Linked DNA regions of Mus musculus: region 2 is linked to region 1. Evidence: chromatin contacts called from public Micro-C data. All regions are on one chromosome and are shown on one strand. The core of a region is the stretch at or near the end of the contact, and the rest is flanking DNA. Distances in the headings are between cores, read along the strand shown.

Region 1 (5,355 bases), core at 1,272-3,771:
GCCAAGAAACAACTATACAAACATCCAAAGAAACACCTCCCTCTAGTCAATAAATATTAGACATGTCTTAATATACAGCATGCCCTTCTTTTTATCAACTGGCTCTAATAAATAAATGCATTGAAGCTTCAACAGTGTTTAGACAAGTTATTATTATTTTAAGATAAAGTTTATTTAGTTTGTAAGTAAGTTGAAACAGCTCCATAGCATAAGGGGATGGATGATAAAATCAATCAAACCACAGATGTTGGTGATCTCTGGATGCCTAGGCACTGCTTCCTGTCATTAAGTAGGGATACCAGTAAACGTTTCTCCAACCTTCTGAAGTAAAACCTAAATAAGACCAAAGTGTAGCTTTTACCTGCAAGAATACCCGAACACTCAAGGCTAGTACTTACATTTAGAAATCTCTATATATTTTCATATTTTAATTCTGTTGCTTTCAACCTCTCTCTGTCTCTGTCTCCCTCTCTCATAGCTAACTCCCCTGCCCCGTGTGTGCATGTGTGTGTGTGTGTGTGTGTGTGTGCATGTGTGTGTGTGTGTGTGTGTGTGTGTGTGTGTGTGTGTGTGTGTGTATGTGTGTCCCTTGAGCTTGAACTTATATCTTTCTGTCCTTTAAATGGAACGCCATCCAAAAATAACTTAACTTGCTTTGCTTCCCTAGAGCTCCAACATCATAGTTGTGCTTCAGCCATGCATCTGCCTATGAAACAGCCCTACAGACACTCTCCATAAGAGCCAAATTACTCACACCCATAAAGTAAGCCTCAACTTTTCCTCTGTGGCTTCCTTTGTATCTTGCCTTCCCAGATGCCATGATTTCTCTTGAGATTCAATCCACGGAATAAAAAAGTGTTCAAGAGAATCATGGAATAGGTAGATAAAGATGATATTTATATGCTTAAAGGTAGGAAAGCTTTTGATTGTAAGATAGACATATTAGTGGTAAAATTTCAATCTTTAGTCAGCATTTGAGAATGACTGTGGGTAAATTAGAATAGTTCTTTCTAATCATATTAAATTATGCCACAAAATATTTTTTTTTCACTGCGAGTCACTGGCCTTGCCTTCACTTCTAAACAGGTGATTTTCACGTGACAGAAGGAGGAGGAAGGAAGAGAAGAATGAAAGAAGAGAGGTAAAGGGCAGAAGCAGGTAGAAGAGGGGTCAAGGAGGAAGGAAAACAAGTAATGGGCCAGGAGATGATAGAAATTTATTTCTAGAACTTTCTATCATTTATTCATCAGCCTTAGTATAAATACTGTGTAAATTTTTTATTAGATACTTTCTTCATTTACATTTCAAATGCTATCCTGAAAGTTCCCTATACCCTCCCTCCGCCCTGCTCCCCTACCCACCCACTCCCACTTCTTGGCCCTGGCTTTCCCCTGTACTGGGGCATATAGAGTTTGCAAGATCAAGGGGCCTCTCTTCCCAATGATGGCCAACTAGGCCATCTTCTGCTACATATGCAGCTAGAGACACAAGTTCTGGGGGTACTGGTTAATTCATATTGTTGTTCCACCTATAGGGTTGCAGACCCCTTTAGCTCTTAGGTACTTTCTCTAGCTCCTACATTGGGGGCCCTGTGTCCCATCCTATAGATGACTGTGAGCATCCACTTCTGTATTTGCCAGGCACTGGCAAAGCCTCACAGGAAACAGGTATACCAGGGTCCCTTCAGAAAAATCTGGCTGGCATATGCAATAGTGTCTGAGTTTGGTAGCTGATTATGGGATGGACCCCCAGGTGGGGCATTCTCTGGATGGTCCATCCTTTTGTCTTAGCTCCAAACTTAATACTGTGTATTATTAACTGTCTAACTGACAATTGCTAGACAAACACTCCTGTAGCAGTATTTTTATTTCTAGATTGTCATTATATAAGTGCACATTTTATTTCTATTATTACATAGTGACTGAGAGTCCAGTCACCAATCCTTTTTCCCACATGCTGGAATTTACAAAAGCTCCTACTAACTCCATTCCTGCTGCAACCCCACAGGGACTTCCAATACAGCTTGCAGTTTGGGTCATAAAGGAAACAGACTAACACATGCAGATCATACCAGATCATACAGGCCATCCCAACTGGAGCAGCCATGACCCTCAATCTTACCAACCCACATATACCTCAGAAGCATGGAAATTTGGACTCACATTCTTTCTCCTCCTTTTCAAATTGGCATTTACCAAAATAAAAGAGGAAATGAAATGACACAAACCACTTTCATAAACTATTGTCAGTCCTGGCATACATTCCTAGTAATCTGCATGTTGATTCATTTTATGTCTTAACTCATGATCATAACTTGAATTTTAATCTAAAGTCAATTTACAAATTCAGAGACAATGGATACTGGTATCGTGGATGATCCTTCAAGTCTGGAGACTTTCAATATGTCCACTCTTAGGAGCTGAAAATCTGAAGCTCAAGCCTCACACGGAGGCTGTGGAATGCTAGGATGGAAGTTCTCCCAGTGTCTGGCTGCCCCACATTTTGTGGTTTCAAGCAAGAAGCCTAGAGTTATTTGGACATGGGTTTTGTGGTTAATGTATGATAAATGGGCTATTACACAGCAGTCCTTGAATGTTTACGTCAGCTGTGGCAATCATTCAAAAGACACTTCTCTTTTGGCAGCACACTCTTGCATTGAACATTTTCTGGCAGATCTGAGTTAGGAATGACAGAGGAACCTCCATGTTAAGTCATATTCTTGATAAATTTTGCATGAACTGGTGATGCACAGAAGTTCTGGTGAGGGAAATATATGAATTTCAGAAAGCAAAGAGACTTTTCTCCTCTTTCTAAACCAAAATGGATTAGATTAAATTAAATATACAATAGCCACAAATATCTAGAGACACTTCAGGGGTTGGTTCGCATTCTGGTTCCTAATCTTTCTTTATTCCTTTTCTTTATTAAATACAAATAATATCTCTAGACGTCATTTTTATAAGTTAAATTTATTTATGTGTTATTCAGTTGATTTCACTAAAAACTTAAACTCTTAATAGACACTTGATATTGTTCTACTGCCCTAGGATGATAAAGGATAGATAGAGAGTGTGGCCTCATAAGGTCTTAGATCTCATCTGTATTCATCTCTATGGCTTCTTCAATTTTTAGGATGAACATATTCAAAGGGATGATCAATATGGAGCACCCTTTTCCTTTTTATTAATTTGGTTCCTTGTTTACCTTGGCTTCCTTGAGTTTTCCAGACAAATTTATTGATTACTGCGATCTGTCTCTCCACCTTTTCAACAACAACAACAAAAGGTACACTCATATGGCAACTACACTGTGCATCGTGTAGCTGACATGCGGTTTCACTTATGATGACAGTGGAATGTGTACAGTGATGTGATGCCTGTTCTGTGCATGGAAAAACAGAGAAAATTTTATCTGCTTGACCATACACTTTCAAGAACTAAGAAAATTTCATTGGGATTGAGGAAACGGCTCAGTCTTTAAAGTGCTCCCCACCAAGGGTCTGAGCTCAGATCACTATCATCAGTGTAAAAATCCAGGAATGATGGCATACAGAACATCCCAATTCAGACTGACCCCAAGCCCTTCCTGGGCAACACAGACGTAAAGTGTGCTGAACATATCAACTAAACAAGACCATGTTCTCCTTTTGAGCTGAGGAGCCCATTGATAATCAGAAATTTTATAATGTCTAAATAAGTTCTGGGGAGGGAAAGTTAAGTCAAATCTCACGTGGAATGAATATACAAGATAATCTCACTTAAGTCTTACACTTACATGATCCAAAAAAATTGAATAAAATCAAATAGTAAATGTTGTTATATTTCCCTATCATTTACTTTCTAGACTTTAAATATTAACCATAAGGTATTTTCTTTTTGTTCTTATCATTTTTGTGACCGTACCTCACCCTGTAGCATGGGCTAGCCTCCAACTCACAAAATATTCCTGATTCAGCCCCCAAGGGTTAGAATCTCAAGCATGAGCCACCATTTTTAGCCATAAGAATATAGACATTATTTGTTAGTGTATCACCCAACTGTCACCAGCCAGTTCTCTAGGTGAACCACACCCACTTCCATTGATTCCAACGAACATGTTCATGAAGAAGACAGAACCTGTCTGCTCACATTTGTGTTAGAGTGATGTAGTCAAACTGCTCAGCCATGCTACCAGTTCCTGGTACAATTTGGCAGGAACAGACACAATGAAATTCACCAGACTGCTAAAGATCAAACCAACCAGATCTATAATCGTGGGCTCAAACATTCTCATTTTGAGAAGATAGTTTATTTGTTTCTAATTTTGCATTCACATAAATATGTCCTTAGCTTCCCTTCTAACACAAGCATGGGCTGCTCAAAGACCACAATGGGCCAAGTTTATACTTAACTATAGTGGAAAGGTTTTTCAAAGTGATATTTTTCTATTATTGAATTTTTATTTTTGTTTGTTTAAAAACCTGCATATTTTTAAGAAAGCTATAAAATAGTTCCAAAGACAAGTTGTATAGAAGTTTTGTGTTATCCCTCTGTATAAACTGTTGATAAAGTCTTTGCATGGGAAAGAAACCCTCTTCCAAGATATTGACTTCCAAGTCATGACTGTATGCTCATGACTTTTATTTTTTTAAAAAATGCTAAGTATCTGTTGAAAGGAAGGCAGTGAGTGGTGAGTGGTGAGGAACAGCTGTGCAGAAATCAAGGACTGATTGGGTTGACTGTCCCTAGTCTGCCACACTAGTGGTCCACTATAGGATCCTCCAGCACTAAAGTTTCAAGGCCTCAATTTCTCATCTCTAAACACTTGGAATCAAAACAGACTACAACTCTTCTCTTATTTTTGAATTACTAGTGAAAATACATTTAGAATTTTGAAAGATTAATCACATGTTTAAATGACTAAGGAAGTGTCACAGTTGGAAAAAGCCTAACCTTTTGAAAGGGGCCCTTGCCAAGTTTTCAGTGTGAATATCAATCAGCTGTATTGTGCAAAGGCTTGAATGTTTGATTCTGGAACTGCCATTAAGTTCCTGGTGAAGTTCATTTTGATCCCACCACCTTATCCTAGTCTAATGCACACAAAGAAGAAGAACAGCTAAATAGAGTATACAAGAATTTTAATCCAACAACATGGCTGCTCTTGCAAGGGATCACATCCAAAGACTTTCTAGCTCTGTGTGATCCAGCTAGGATAAAATATCTTTAATCCCTCTGGCTGAAGAGCAGATTTACCTTTAATATACCAGACAGTGAAGGTGGAGTTAGTTTGTAGAAGGTAATAAAAACTAGTTGAAGTTCAGATGAAATGATAAATGGGAGATTTAACAGAGTGATAGATAGTATCAGAGATAAATTC
Region 2 (5,014 bases), core at 667-3,166, 120 kb after region 1:
AGTACCAAACAGTAAGCCCAAGTAGAAAAAACCTAAATATCAATTCTCAATTACCCAACAGCTAATGCACAGTAAATATGCAGCTGTTCTGGGTAGAATAAGGTGGCCTCTTTTAATAGAAACAGTTTCTACATAGAATTCTGATAGAACCATCAGTATAACAATAGCCTTTTCCTGTATATTGGTGAACTTGGAAGAACATTTTTTCCCCTTTAAAAAAAAAAAAACTCAGATAAATGATGCTATACCAAGGTGTGCCTGTTAAGTTAGAAACTAAAGTAGCCACTCTCTCAGAAACCTGTATCTTGAGAAATCTTCAACAGAGTGATCTTCGTTGCCAGTGTACCTGTAAACTCAAGCAGTTGCTTTGAAACTACCCCATTGGTCTTTGGGGACCAGCTAGTCCAAGCTGGATGACGGTGTGGTCACAACAGCACACAGCTGTCGCCACCCGTAAATGGCTTTTCCTGAATCTGCCAGTGCAAACCAGAATGAATCTGACAGCCTAAAACACCAGAAGCTCAGCCCGTGGCAGTTGTGGAAGCCGGAAGTTGAGCATCCAGGTGTCCTTGGTATCTCAGAGGCAGAATCCGACTCCAGCAACCACTTGGCTGCTTGCAGCTGCTGACAACACTCCAGGTCCTTGTTTTGCAGGCACACAATCCACCCCTCAGGTCTTCACATCTCTGCTCTCTGTCTTCCCCCTTTGCCTCTTATCAAAGTAAGAGCCCACCCTTGATCTTACTGCGCTCTTTCCAATGTTTTAGATAGATCACATCTGTGAAGACTCTTCTCCAATTCATCTCCTTTGCAATGCTTTCAGTGGGTGTGTCTTCGGAAGAAAGCTGGCACATTCAACCTGTTGAATCAAGCTTGGTTTCACTAGCTAGCATCAATTCTAGAGAGCAGACCTTGCAGAGGCAGGGAAGCCATGCATCTCCTCCCGCACGTTGCACGTTGACAACACAATTATCAATTCTTACTTTCAATGTTCTTTTAATTTGAAAAACAATGGAGGACTCAGAAGTTTTTGTTTGAGGAGGTTGAGGAGTAGGGGGTCCCCTGACTGAGGTATATATAACTAGTCCTTAATGGTTTCTTGACAGTACCACTGCCTATAGGTCTAAAGGCCATCTAAGAGGCAGGGGCTTGCGGGTCTGAGGGGCAGAGGAGTGATCCTGTGGAAGGTGACTCTCGGGGTCTCTCTGGAACTGCATGAAGAGCTTTGTGGGTTTTCTGGTTTCCTTTCTTAGATTGCTTCTGAAGTATTTCCATAAACGCTACCAATAGACAGCATTCCAAGTGAGACAGTGCATAAACAAAAGTAAAAGGGGACTCTCTAGACTGTCATATTTGAGGGTTCATCTCTGGAGTTTGTGACTGGTGACTTGGGTAGAAATCACCAAGCAACTGAGCTCAGAAATCTGACCCAGTTTTTTATTAATTATAAATAAAGGTACTGGCCAGTGTTTACAAATGTAGATACTTACACATTTTTATAAGCATACACACCCATTTACACAGTGAGTGTGTAACCAGTGAGCACTCAGTGATGACCTTGCAGACATCTTTTTTTTTTTTCTGTTATCAACAGACTTCACCCTTCTGAGATTTTCCCGACTTTTCCCCACTCCTTTAACTGCCTCTTTAAAAAAAAAAAAAATTAAATAACATTTTCTTTCAAGCCCTCTACTGTTACAGTGTTTCAGCCATCAAAGTCCGCTCCTGGCCATTTTCATTTACCTTGTGACTCTGACCCTTTGTGAAGCTTGAGCATTTTCAGAGTAAGCTGATCCTGCGGGTCCCCAAGGACGTTATTCTCATTTATTCGCTCAGCCCTTTGAATGGAACGGGCTGCCCTTGGCAGCGGTTCAGCGGGCCCACATTCAAAGAGCACACAGTCTTTTCTCTTCCAGAGGCCTTTCAAAAGGCGGCCCAGGGTTTGTCCAAGGGCTCTAATGGATGTCAGTCATTGAGCACGCTACATTTCATTCATGGCTGCCAGAGAACGTGATGAGTCCAGAAGTAGACAAAGAAAAGCAGCAGACAGTGGGGTTGAAGGATAATTTTCCCAGCCTGTGTGACATGGTGTTCCGGTAGGAGTGGGACTGGGGGACTTACGACAGGGGAGATGAAACCCAGGAGTTAGCTTGACTTAAAGTCTCGCCCAAACCTCCTAGATAACCTTAGAGGCAAGATCTCATGAAACAGCATTTATCAGAAAGGCTGGTGCCCTGGAGGAAAGAGAGCTGCGGCACACCAGCCCGTTTCTCCTTTCCCAGGTGTAAATGAAGCCATAGAAGCTGCCTCTGTGCTTTCTGCATAGACACCTCTGGCAGTTAGCTCTACTTTCCCAAACTCCCAATGCTTGTGATGTTGGAGTCTCTAGTGAGGAGATGTCTGGTGAAGCTCGGAGACAGTCCCAAGGGCATGGATGGGGGGTGGGGACAAAGGCTTGGCTGGGACCTCTGTACCTGCCAACTGGTGTGTCACAGAGAAGCTAAAATTACTGGCTGGACAATTATCTGATTAAAGAGAACCTTTCATTTGAGGCTTAAAAAAAAATCCAGACTGAAATCAAAACCTTCTAGTAAGTTTACTTAAACTACTTAAAAAAAAATCTATACAAAAGAGGAGTGATTTTTAAAAAAAGAAAAAGAAAGGGGAGAGGAAAAAAGGAAGGAGGATAGAAAAGAAAAGGAAAAGAAAGGAAAGGAAAGGAAAGGAAAGGAAAGGAAAGGAAAGGAAAGGAAAGGAAAGGAATAGACAAAGAAAAGTGAAAAAAAGAAAGGGTGCAGAAGGCACAGTTCTTTCTAGAATTTTCTCTTTTTCTTTATTTTCTGGCTTTCTTTGTTTTGGAGTGAGGGTTTCATAGCAAAATTATACAGTAGAAACTTCTCGTATCAGATTTAGTCTTAGATATCTTCACACACACACACACACACACAGAGCACTCAAAATTATAGTTTTAAATTAGTTGAGTCAATTGATTAAATAAGGTTCCGCTGATTCCCCCAAACCGATTCATATTTTCTTAGCTTCACTGGAATTCTCTTGAATTATGCCTCTGTCAGGCTGCATCAGAACTGTGTTTTTATGGGTCCTGGATTCCACAGAGGCTGTTGTGGTTTGAAAATAGCAGAACAATGTGCTGCTGCTGCCCCAACCAGTTAATGACCTGCACCGTAGCTAAAGGCCCCAAACCACATGAGGCAAGCGGGCTGGGCCTGCCTGGAATGTGTGACAACCGGAAAAGGGACCCTCATCTCGTCTTTCAATATGTGCTGAGTTGGTGTCATCTTGAAATCTTACTAATAACTTCACCATAGTTTATTATGCTGCCTTGTCTGCTTTAATGAGAGAGAGAGAGAGAGAGAGAGAGAGAGAGAGAAGAGAGATTGCAAATTGTGAAGTCAGCAAATAGCAATGTCAGAACTTATTTGCAAAAAATAAAATTCTTAGTCTAGAATAAAGACTTCAGGGTTTTGAGGCTACAAAATAACTATGTGCTGGTAGTGTTTCTTAAAGGCTTGCATTAAGCCCTGCATGCACGCACCCAGGGATACACACACCAAATTGTGCGTCTTTGTTAGAAAAATAAACCAGAGAGGAAGTACAGGAGGAAGGGAACAAATGAAGGGAGAGGAGTAAAAGCAGCAGGATGTGCAGAAGGAGCTAGGGAAAGAGGGAATGGCAAAAGAATCAAGAAAGATCAAATTCTTGTCTACATATGCACCATTTGTGCTCAGAGATCAGCTTGATCAAAAGATACACACCATCCAATGGAATGGTGACTACACACACACAAAACACGCACCTTCAAAAGCCTTAGAGACCACAGGAAGGCAGATGCTGACAACAGTATTCAATTTGTTCTTCCTTCCTACACAGTGGTTCTAGTCCCAAGCCCCGCCCTACCCCAGAACACACTCATGTATCATCACGAAGACTCTGTTTAGTGCTTACGTCTTCTTCTGTCTCCAGTCTACCTCAGAGCTGCCTCTGCTTCTTACGGAAAGTAAGTCATGGCGTGACAGCCTCTGGAGAGCCCCAGCCTGGCCCCTCCGGCTGGCACAGGTGGCACTCAGAGCCTGCGCGTTGCTCCCCTGGTCGGCAGCTTGCCATGACTCAAACACCCGATTCCTGATGAACTTAATTGTTTCAAAAGCATTTTCATGTGGGAGCCTAAACTCTCCACCAGCAAGCTTTTCCATCCTTTTTAGATCTGTAACTGTGTCACAACGTCTACACCCCTCCCGTCCACCCACTGCAGAACAGCCTTTGAAATTGCTAACCCAACCTGTCATTCTCTCTGGCAAAATGAACGCATTCCCCAGCTACTCCTAGTATGATATGGTTTCCAGACCCTTTGCCGTTCTTCCTTTGAACATGTTCCAGTTGGCTGTCAACTTCCCTCTTAAAATGTGGTGCCCAGGACTCAAGGAAGCACTTCCTGTGTGACCAACAGTGAATGGGGTTAGACCGGGAACTCCCTGATGCGGACGATGCTGACAACAGTCACTAGACTAGAGCAAAAGACTGAAGTGTTTAGCAGCAGATCTGAGTGTTTGACTTATATTAGCTTTAAGCCTAAAGTATGTTTTATATTCAGTAATGGCTCCGATATTATCTATTCTTTATGCAAGACGCCAGTTATTTGAGGGAGCAGGGTGGTGAAGGGATATGTGGGCAGAATGCTTGCTATGAATGCATGAGAGCCGTGCTGGGGTCCAGGCTGCGAAATACAAAGATCCCTGAAGCTCTTTGGCAAACATAACTGAAGAGCTCCGTGTTGGATGGAAGACCTTATCCCAAAAAGATAACATGGAAAACAGTGAGAGAAAACATCTGACATTGACCACTGGCCTGTACGTGCGCATGAACACATATGACCATATATGTGTGCACACATACACATACAAACACAAGCTGATTGTTTAAATCTAGTATTTTTATCCTACCAAGCTTCAGCTTGTTTCAAGTATTCTATGTAGCTCATGAACTATTTTAAAGA

The links. A called contact is a pair of places that touch in the nucleus more often than the background predicts.
Region 2: a contact with region 1 is called in a Micro-C map of muscle stem cells, with 5 times the contacts expected there. The contact joins two enhancer-like sites. A contact is called at or near these places in 1 of 15 datasets of contacts at CTCF or cohesin (the NIH/3T3 cell line) and 1 of 484 Hi-C or Micro-C datasets (muscle stem cells).

The regions. Positions count from the first base shown.
Region 1 is chr10:23,555,485-23,560,839 of GRCm38.p6, forward strand. No RefSeq gene overlaps it. Among named protein-coding and RNA genes, the nearest start is that of Gm47843, 17 kb to the right of the region's middle. Within about 2 kb of position 2,522, at least 34 of the 459 cell types and tissues checked have an H3K27ac peak or open chromatin away from gene starts, as enhancers often do. A contact at or near this core is called in muscle stem cells, where this site is marked.
Region 2 is chr10:23,672,960-23,677,973 of GRCm38.p6, forward strand. No RefSeq gene overlaps it. Among named protein-coding and RNA genes, the nearest start is that of Gm35291, 36 kb to the right of the region's middle. Within about 2 kb of position 1,917, at least 45 of the 459 cell types and tissues checked have an H3K27ac peak or open chromatin away from gene starts, as enhancers often do. A contact at or near this core is called in muscle stem cells, where this site is marked.